Linked DNA regions of Zea mays: region 2 is linked to region 1. The links are chromatin contacts, called in public Hi-C maps. All regions are on one chromosome and are shown on one strand. The core of a region is the stretch at or near the end of the contact, and the rest is flanking DNA. Distances in the headings are between cores, read along the strand shown. Region 1 holds the start of LOC103651650 (E3 SUMO-protein ligase SIZ2). Region 2 holds the start of LOC103652644 (clathrin heavy chain 1).

Region 1 (3,735 bases), core at 556-3,055:
GCTGCGCGTCCCAGCCCAGATGGGTTGGCGCGAGATGGAACACAAGGAGGAAAAACACGGCTCGTGTTACCCCGCGCCAGGGGGTGTGTGCTTGCAGTAGGGGTTACAAGCGTTCGCGCGCGAGAGAGTGAGCCTGTTCGTCAGCTCGTTCTCCCGCGCGACCCTCTCGCATGAAGGCCCTGGACCTCCCTTTTATAGATGCAAGGAGAGGGTCCAGGTGTACAATGGGGGTGTAGCTATGCGCTAACGTGTCCGGTAGAGAGGTGCCTGAGCCCTGTGTGGCTGTGTACATGCCAACGTGGCTGTTGGAGAGGTGTTATAGCCCTGTGTACGCGGTATCGTGGCCGTCGGAGGAGCGCTTGAGCCCTGTAGAAGCACAACTGTCGGTGCTGCTGGGATCTTGCTGACGTCTCCTTGATTCCGTAGGGGGCCGAGAACCACCGTCGTCATGGACGCACACGGGGAGCCATCATTACTTGTTACCGGGGCGAGCCAGATGGGACGCCAGTCTTGTTCCCCCGTAACCTGAGCTAGCTAGGGGTAGGGTAATGATGTATCCCCGTGGCGCGGTCGGTCCGAGCCCAAGGTTGAGCGAGGCGGAGACTTCTCCTGAGGCCGAGGCCGGGGTCGGGCGAGGACGCGATTCCTCCCGAGGCCGAGGTTGAGGCCGAGCCCTGGGGTCGGGCGAGCGGAGATCTCCTTCCGAGGCTGAGGCCTAAGGTCGGGCGAGGCAGAGCTTCATGTTGCGCCTGAGGCTGAACTTGGCTGTTGTCAGCCTCACCCTGGCGGGTGGCACAACAGTCGGAGCGGGGCGAGCGACGGTGTTTTCCCGTCAGGTCGGTCAGTGAAAGGGCGAAGTGACTGCGGTCACTTCGACCTTGCCGACTGAGGCACGTGTGTCAGGATAAGGTGTCGGGCGATCTTCGCATTGAATGTGCCTGCGATACGGTCGGTTGGTGAGGCGATTTGGCCAAGGTTGCTTCACAACGAAGCCTGCCCGTGCTGGGCTTCGGGCGAGTCGAGGGTGCGCCCGTTGCTTGAGGAGGCCCTCAGGCGAGGCGTGAATTCGTCCAGGACTACTGTTCCCGCCCGAGGCCGGGCTTGGGCGAGGCGAGATCGCGTCTCTTGGTAGACGAGGCCTTGACCTGAACCGCGCCCATCAGTCTTTGCTGTTTGTGCTGATGGTGGTTATCAACCGTGTTTAGGAGTGTTAGGGGTACCCCTAATTACGGTACCCGATAGATTTGTTGGTTCGACAGTATATTGACAAAGACCACAAATCATAATGACAAAATTGCCAATGGCTCAATGGTATAAATATTTAAGTTTTAAAATTATATATATAATCTTAAAGATCATTTGTATTTTTTGAGAGCTTTTAAAACAAAATAGTGCATGTATAATATCAGCCCGGCACAATTAGACACTATAGTATAGTGCCGGGGCCGTTGGTTAAACACTAATACCCACGGTTACTAATAGCGCTAAATAGTACCGCGTCTAACAGTGCTAGTGCCGTGTCGGGCGGCCCGTTTGGCCATCTACAGGGCTATCACCAGCAGGCCCAAAGGCCGGCTAGGCGGTTGAGATAATTTGGGCCGCAGCTAGGCGGACCAAGAACGCGTACCGTTCCACCTGTTGGCTTGGCTAGCGCTTTCGTCTTCCTCCGCTCCACTCGATGCACGCACGTGGAGAAGAACACCGCCGCCGCCGCCAGCGCTACCGGGTTTTCGCAGCAAAAAAATAAAAAAAGGAAAAGGAGAGGGTGGGGTGTAGGCAGGGGGGGGGGGGGGGGGGGGGGGGGCGCCACTGCTTCTCTTCAAGACCCGATTCCACTCGCGTGTCTGCCCGCCGGCCAGACCTCGAGGAAACAAGGCCTTACTTCCTTGATTACATGGCGTCGCCGGACGACCCCGTGCTCTCCGCTTGCAAGGTACGGACTCCCTTCCATCTTCTTTCTCTCTTGTTAAGCTACCTAGAGCCCTCTGCCGACTCGATTCATTCCCTCCCATACCCTAGTGCCACTCGTATGCTTTTTCACGTACCACTCCCAAATTCAGTTGCCTCACTCTTTTGCCTATCATTCTTTTGCACATAATCTTGTAGTGTACTAGCTCTTAGTGTCCCCGCAAAGCCGTGCCTTCGTCCTCTCTCCTTCTGTCCTTTGCACCGACTTCATTTACAGCTGCCGTCTTACGTTTTTTTTTTGTTCTAAACAACTGCTGGGATTCTAGCTACCTCGAAATTGATTTCTGGTCGGATAGGATTTGGTTGATTCCAATACATCGCTCTTTCTTGACCCTGTGGTAACATGGTACATGGCCCACTAACATTTGCTCTACTAACGCTTCATTGTAGAAAAACTTGAGCCACTTCAGAATAAAAGAGCTCAAGGATGTTCTACACCAACTTGGACTTTCAAAGCAAGGAAAGAAGCAGGTTTGCGCACTGCAACCTCCTCTACCTACTCTATTCACAATGAACACCCATTGCCCAAGTGCTCTATGTTATTGTGTTAAAGACGTCGGGATAGCCTCGATCTTTAATAGCTTAAGCATATGCTAAAATTCACCCAACACAATCATCTATGTGCCTTTTAATATTCCTTCTTGGGGGATTTGGAAGTTATTACCCATTATGAATTTATAGCCAAGTTGGTCTTGGTGTTTTTGTTTTGGTTTGCAGGACCTAGTGGACAGAGTTATGGCAGTGTTGTTGAGCCAGCAAGATCAAGGTACATTCCATTCTTTATCTCCAAAATGTATTGTTTTGTGTTACTATTTTTCAAGCATGAGAAATAATTTCAGCTTTATTCTTGTAGCCTTTGAAACGAATGGCTTACCAAAGGCAAAATCAGCGGTGAAAATAGTGGAGGACACATTTAGGTGAGTCCATAATATTTTTTGTTCACAACTTCACATTGACTTGTCTGTACGGCTGTAAATTTCCTGATAGGCATTAATGAAATCTTGGCAAACTATCGCTTGTTGCTTCCTGTTTCAAGAAAAATGCAAGACCCTACAAATACTGTTGCAGTCTCAAGGAGCCACGAATTAGGAGACAGTGTTACGTGTAAAAAGAAACCGGATGATTCTGCTCAGGCAGTTAAGGTTCGTTGCCCTTGTGGTGACTCCAAGCCAAATGATTCCATGATTAAGGTAAAATTCTCATGATAAATATGCCTTTCTAACTCTCCGACAGTATTTTATGTCCTGCAGCCAAACCATAAAGGTTTCAGATATTTGTTCTTGGTCTAGGCCACTCGTATTCAGAATTACCAAGCATCTCACTCTTTATATCCTGAAACTTCAAAGCAGTTTGATGGTCTAGGTCACTCTTAGTCTTTCTGTTTTATACTGGAAGCCTGTAGCCTTTGTTATGAAATATACCATTACTTGCTTTGTTCGGAAACTTTTGTAATTTGTACCTTTATTCCTTTTTGTTCTTGATGAGACATGCTATGTATTTCTGTTTCATCGATCATTTGCTTGCTCCTTGTAGTGTATTGATCCACAATGCAACATATGGCAACATGTTGGCTGCGTCGTCATACCCGATACTGAGAAATCCGCGGACAATATTTCTCCTGAATTACCTTCCTGCTTTTATTGTGAAGTGTGCCGACTTAGCAGGGCTGATCCGTAAGTTGTTTTAAACTTCAAAATTGCCCTGAACCCAAAGAGACCAATTCACACACATATCATGTGATTAACTTCTTTTAGTTTACGACCTGAT
Region 2 (3,735 bases), core at 895-3,394, 270 kb before region 1:
ACAGATAAGATAAAGGTTGCTAAATAACTAAATACCAGAAATAAAACAAGAATATAAGGTAATAAGCATCATAAATAACTGAAAGGGTACCTTAAATGTTGCAAAAGATGCTGCGTGGGCTTCAAGTGCCTGGCTACGCTGTTGATCGACAGAAAAAAGTTGCATATTTCCCTTCACCAGTTGTGGCCTCTGGTTGCACGAAAATGAGGGAGCGACAATATGAGAAGAATGTACAACCAAGTACTACGTAAAAACTAATTACTACCTACAGAAACTGCCATGTTTGTTCAACTACAAAATGACTGAGCTTTACAGAGACATTGTTGTTTATCATAAGAGGATTGAAATTTCAGTAATATTTGCTTTCAACACTCATTTGACATGTGCTCTGCTGTAATGATGTAACTAGAAATAAATTTCAGTAAGAGAATACCTCTGGGGCTCCAGGTGCAATTCCAATAAGTACAAGCCACTTCTCCGCTGGGTCACATCGATAGTTGATGATCTGATTGTTTGCCAGATTAGCTGTCCTATCAAACATCTTCAAGGGCTCAGAATCACCTTCAATCGACCAGTGGTAAACAGATGTTTGTGTCACTAAACCCAACAATTTGGGAGTGATCCATTTCCAGAATACAACCTGCAGTTGAAAAGTAAATATATCGAACATGTTACTTCAAGTACATCTCATTGACAGCTAGGAAAAGAGTCATATGCAAAAAATCATATTGAAAAGTCTTTTGTACCTGCTCCGGCATCTGGTGGGACTTGACCTTAGTCTTAGCCTCGATGTTGAATATTTGGAGGTGATCCTGTGTTGTTCCAGGTATTTGGGCTGCAAAAAATCAGCAGATGTTTACCATTTTTACAACTATTCTCAAACTATACGTTAAGCAGCTATATATAGCTACTGGTACTCGATGTCTGAACCAGTCATTTGATTTGGTAATTGCTAGCATCAATATCCATGCTGTAGTAGAGTATCCGAGCCAACAGCAATGTGACAAGTAAGAACTCCGTGCTCGAACATAAGTTAAACAAGCAATGCCCAATTATAAGAAAATAGGAAGCCGTCGATCCAATGTGAGCAGCAACACCGAAGACTAAAACAGAGTAGAATTACAATCCTAATGGTTCCATGCTATGCTAAACTAAATTGGATCTGGCTTGTTGCAGTGACAATGACTATATGAATTACAAATGTATGGCAGGCTAGAATTATAGCACCCCATGTTGCCAGAGCCTCGTTCGTTCTACATGGCTTGCACACAGGATCAGGCTGCACAGATCTTAAGCAAAGGCTTGATGTCACTATCTAGTGCAAAATTCAGCCGCCATAGTAGGAAACCAGAAACTTAGGTCGCTGCGGAATTCCTAGAGAGGCGACTGACTATTCAACAGGGACTTTGACTAGAATGGGCATGATGAGAATGAGATCCCACGAAGTGGAGTGCACCGAATGGGCTAGATCTATAGGAGGTGCGGGCGGTAGGTAGAGGCAGCAAGTCCGAACCTTTGAGGGCGAGGATCCTGGTGTTGGGGTTCATGAGGGCGGAGTCGGCGGTGATGGGCCGTCGGAGCGGCTGCATGGGCATGGCCATGTCGATGATGACGACGCTGTTCTGCGGGGAGGTCTCGCGGACGCAGATGTACTTCTCCGACTCCATGGTGACGTGGGTGAAGGTGACGAACTGCGGCGCGATGCCCAGGCTCGTGAGCTGCGGATAACGAGCAACGAATGATCGGTGAGTGAGTGGATGGAGATCTGTACTGCATAATAGAGGAGAGGGAGGTGGCGGAGGTATTACCGTGAGCGCCTCGCGCATGGCGATGGGGGCGTTGGCCGCCGCCATGGCAACGGGCGGCGGTGCCGAGATCTCTCTCGGCTAGCCTGAGGTGGAAGGGGGAGGGAGGCAGTCGGGATCCGGGGAGAGAAGGAGAGATCTGATCTAAGCAAGCGACGCGACGGAACCAACCAGCACAACACAGCGGTGCGGGCCGCGGGGAGCCGGGGAAGGGGAAAGGAGAGAGAGAAGACAGCACGAGATGCCGGGGAATTTTTAGTTACCCAGGAGGTTGAAGAGGATAATCCCTTTTGGCTGCCATCCCTTTTTATTCAATTTCAATCCTCTCACCGCATCTCTAACTGGACAAGTTTTTAGTGGCGTCCCTACCATGTGAACATGATTCAATCTGAGACAGTGTTAGTTTACCAAGGCCTTGTTCGTTTCTATCAGATTGGTGGGTCGGAACAATTCCTAACCGGATTGTTTCTCTAATTTATATAAACTTTGATTAGGGGGAACGATTCCGGGTGCAATTCGACATAAGCGAACAAGCCCTAAAGGGCAAAACAAAAATTGCAAAGGAAGTGACAGATGCTATTTTTTATTTTTTATTACTGTCTTCATTCTAAATAAATCAAAAAATCACCACTGATTTATAACGACTTAGGCCTTGTTTAGATGCAACTTAGTTTTTAAGAAAACAGTTTTTATCTTTTAGCTATGAAAAAACTTTTAGCTATGAGAGATCATCTTTTTGGTTTTTAAGAAACTGATAATCTAATTTCTATAAACTGAGTCATAAAGTGGTACGTTTGTAATCACCTCAATTTCTATAAACCGGTATCATAAAAATTGTGTGCTTCCAAATATGGCCTTAATTTTGTGAACATGGTGTAGCTAATGATCATAGAAGAAACATGAGAGCTCGTGATAATAAAAGCAAAAACTACATATAAAGTCAAATCTCTAATATACTTAAAGCATCAGTTTCATCGGCCGTCTCACGTCATAATTTTATAAAAAACCATCACCTTTTCTTTAATCGGCCAACACTTCTATCCTCCTCTTCCTAGCGTCAGGTCCGGAGGAGACGGTTCAGTCTATCACATGATCCGATTCTCCGCGCTTAACCGAACTCCATCGATATAAACTCCCTCCTCTACTTCCCCAATCAATCGCGCAGCCGCCGCCACTCCCCTCCTCTCTCCACATCGCAGGAGCTCAAGGCCACCACCAGCCACATCAAGCAGTTCTCGCAGGACCTCACCAAGGGCTTCACGTGCACCCAGAGTCGCGCCAATCTCGCGGCGGGGGAGCCACCGCCCACCGCACCCTCGGCACCGACACCGCCCTCGAGGCCCACACCCAGCGCCGCCGCTGCGCGTAGCTCGACCGCACCAAGTCCGATGCGCAAACTTGTTGTTTTCTAGGCGGCGGGGATGGCATGCTCGAGACGGCGTATGGCGTGCCAACTACGAGGAAACCTAGGCTACGACAATGATCGTTGTCCACGAACGCGAGCTTGTCCCACCGCACAACCTCCGCGAGACCTGCCGCGGAGAGCGATGCTAGATCGGAGTGGCGCAGGATGGTGGTGACGATGAAGTGTTGCTTCTCGTACGTGGCCGGCACCACACCCTACTATAGTCGTTGCTCTTCGGGCCCCTTTTCCGACGACGACTTCCATGCTGTCTCCACCGCCATCTCCGGGAAACCCCAGTAAGATATCCATCTGCCCATGTTTCTATCGCCACTCGCAGCCCAACTGCTCTACGAAATGCTCCTATAGCAGTATAGCCTGTATAGTTAGCCTACACAGTCTTGTCATTCTGTGTGCCTTTTCCATGTCCACTAATATATCGCAATAGTTGATGCAAAAGACAAGAACGTAGTAGCAAGGTGTCAAAAATACAGAAATATCAAGTAACTAGGAATCTCTAGGATCCAG

What was found. Hi-C and Micro-C count contacts between places; a contact is called where the count stands out from the background.
Region 2: a Hi-C map of ear shows a contact between it and region 1, with 1.9 times the contacts expected there. The contact joins the promoter of LOC103652644 here to the promoter of LOC103651650 in region 1. A contact is called at or near these places in 2 of 25 Hi-C or Micro-C datasets (ear and leaf).

The regions. Positions count from the first base shown.
Region 1 is chr3:235,039,749-235,043,483 of Zm-B73-REFERENCE-NAM-5.0, reverse strand. It overlaps LOC103651650 (E3 SUMO-protein ligase SIZ2), which reads left to right and starts at 1,805. Exons shown (of 16, transcript NM_001361450.1): 1 at 1,805-1,933; 2 at 2,359-2,439; 3 at 2,686-2,734; 4 at 2,822-2,885; 5 at 3,005-3,158; 6 at 3,502-3,641. The coding sequence starts at 1,895.
Region 2 is chr3:235,311,220-235,314,954 of Zm-B73-REFERENCE-NAM-5.0, reverse strand. It overlaps LOC103652644 (clathrin heavy chain 1), which reads right to left and starts at 2,144. Exons shown (of 29, transcript XM_020550623.1): 1 at 1,809-2,144; 2 at 1,514-1,718; 3 at 747-835; 4 at 434-640; 5 at 91-189. The coding sequence starts at 1,853.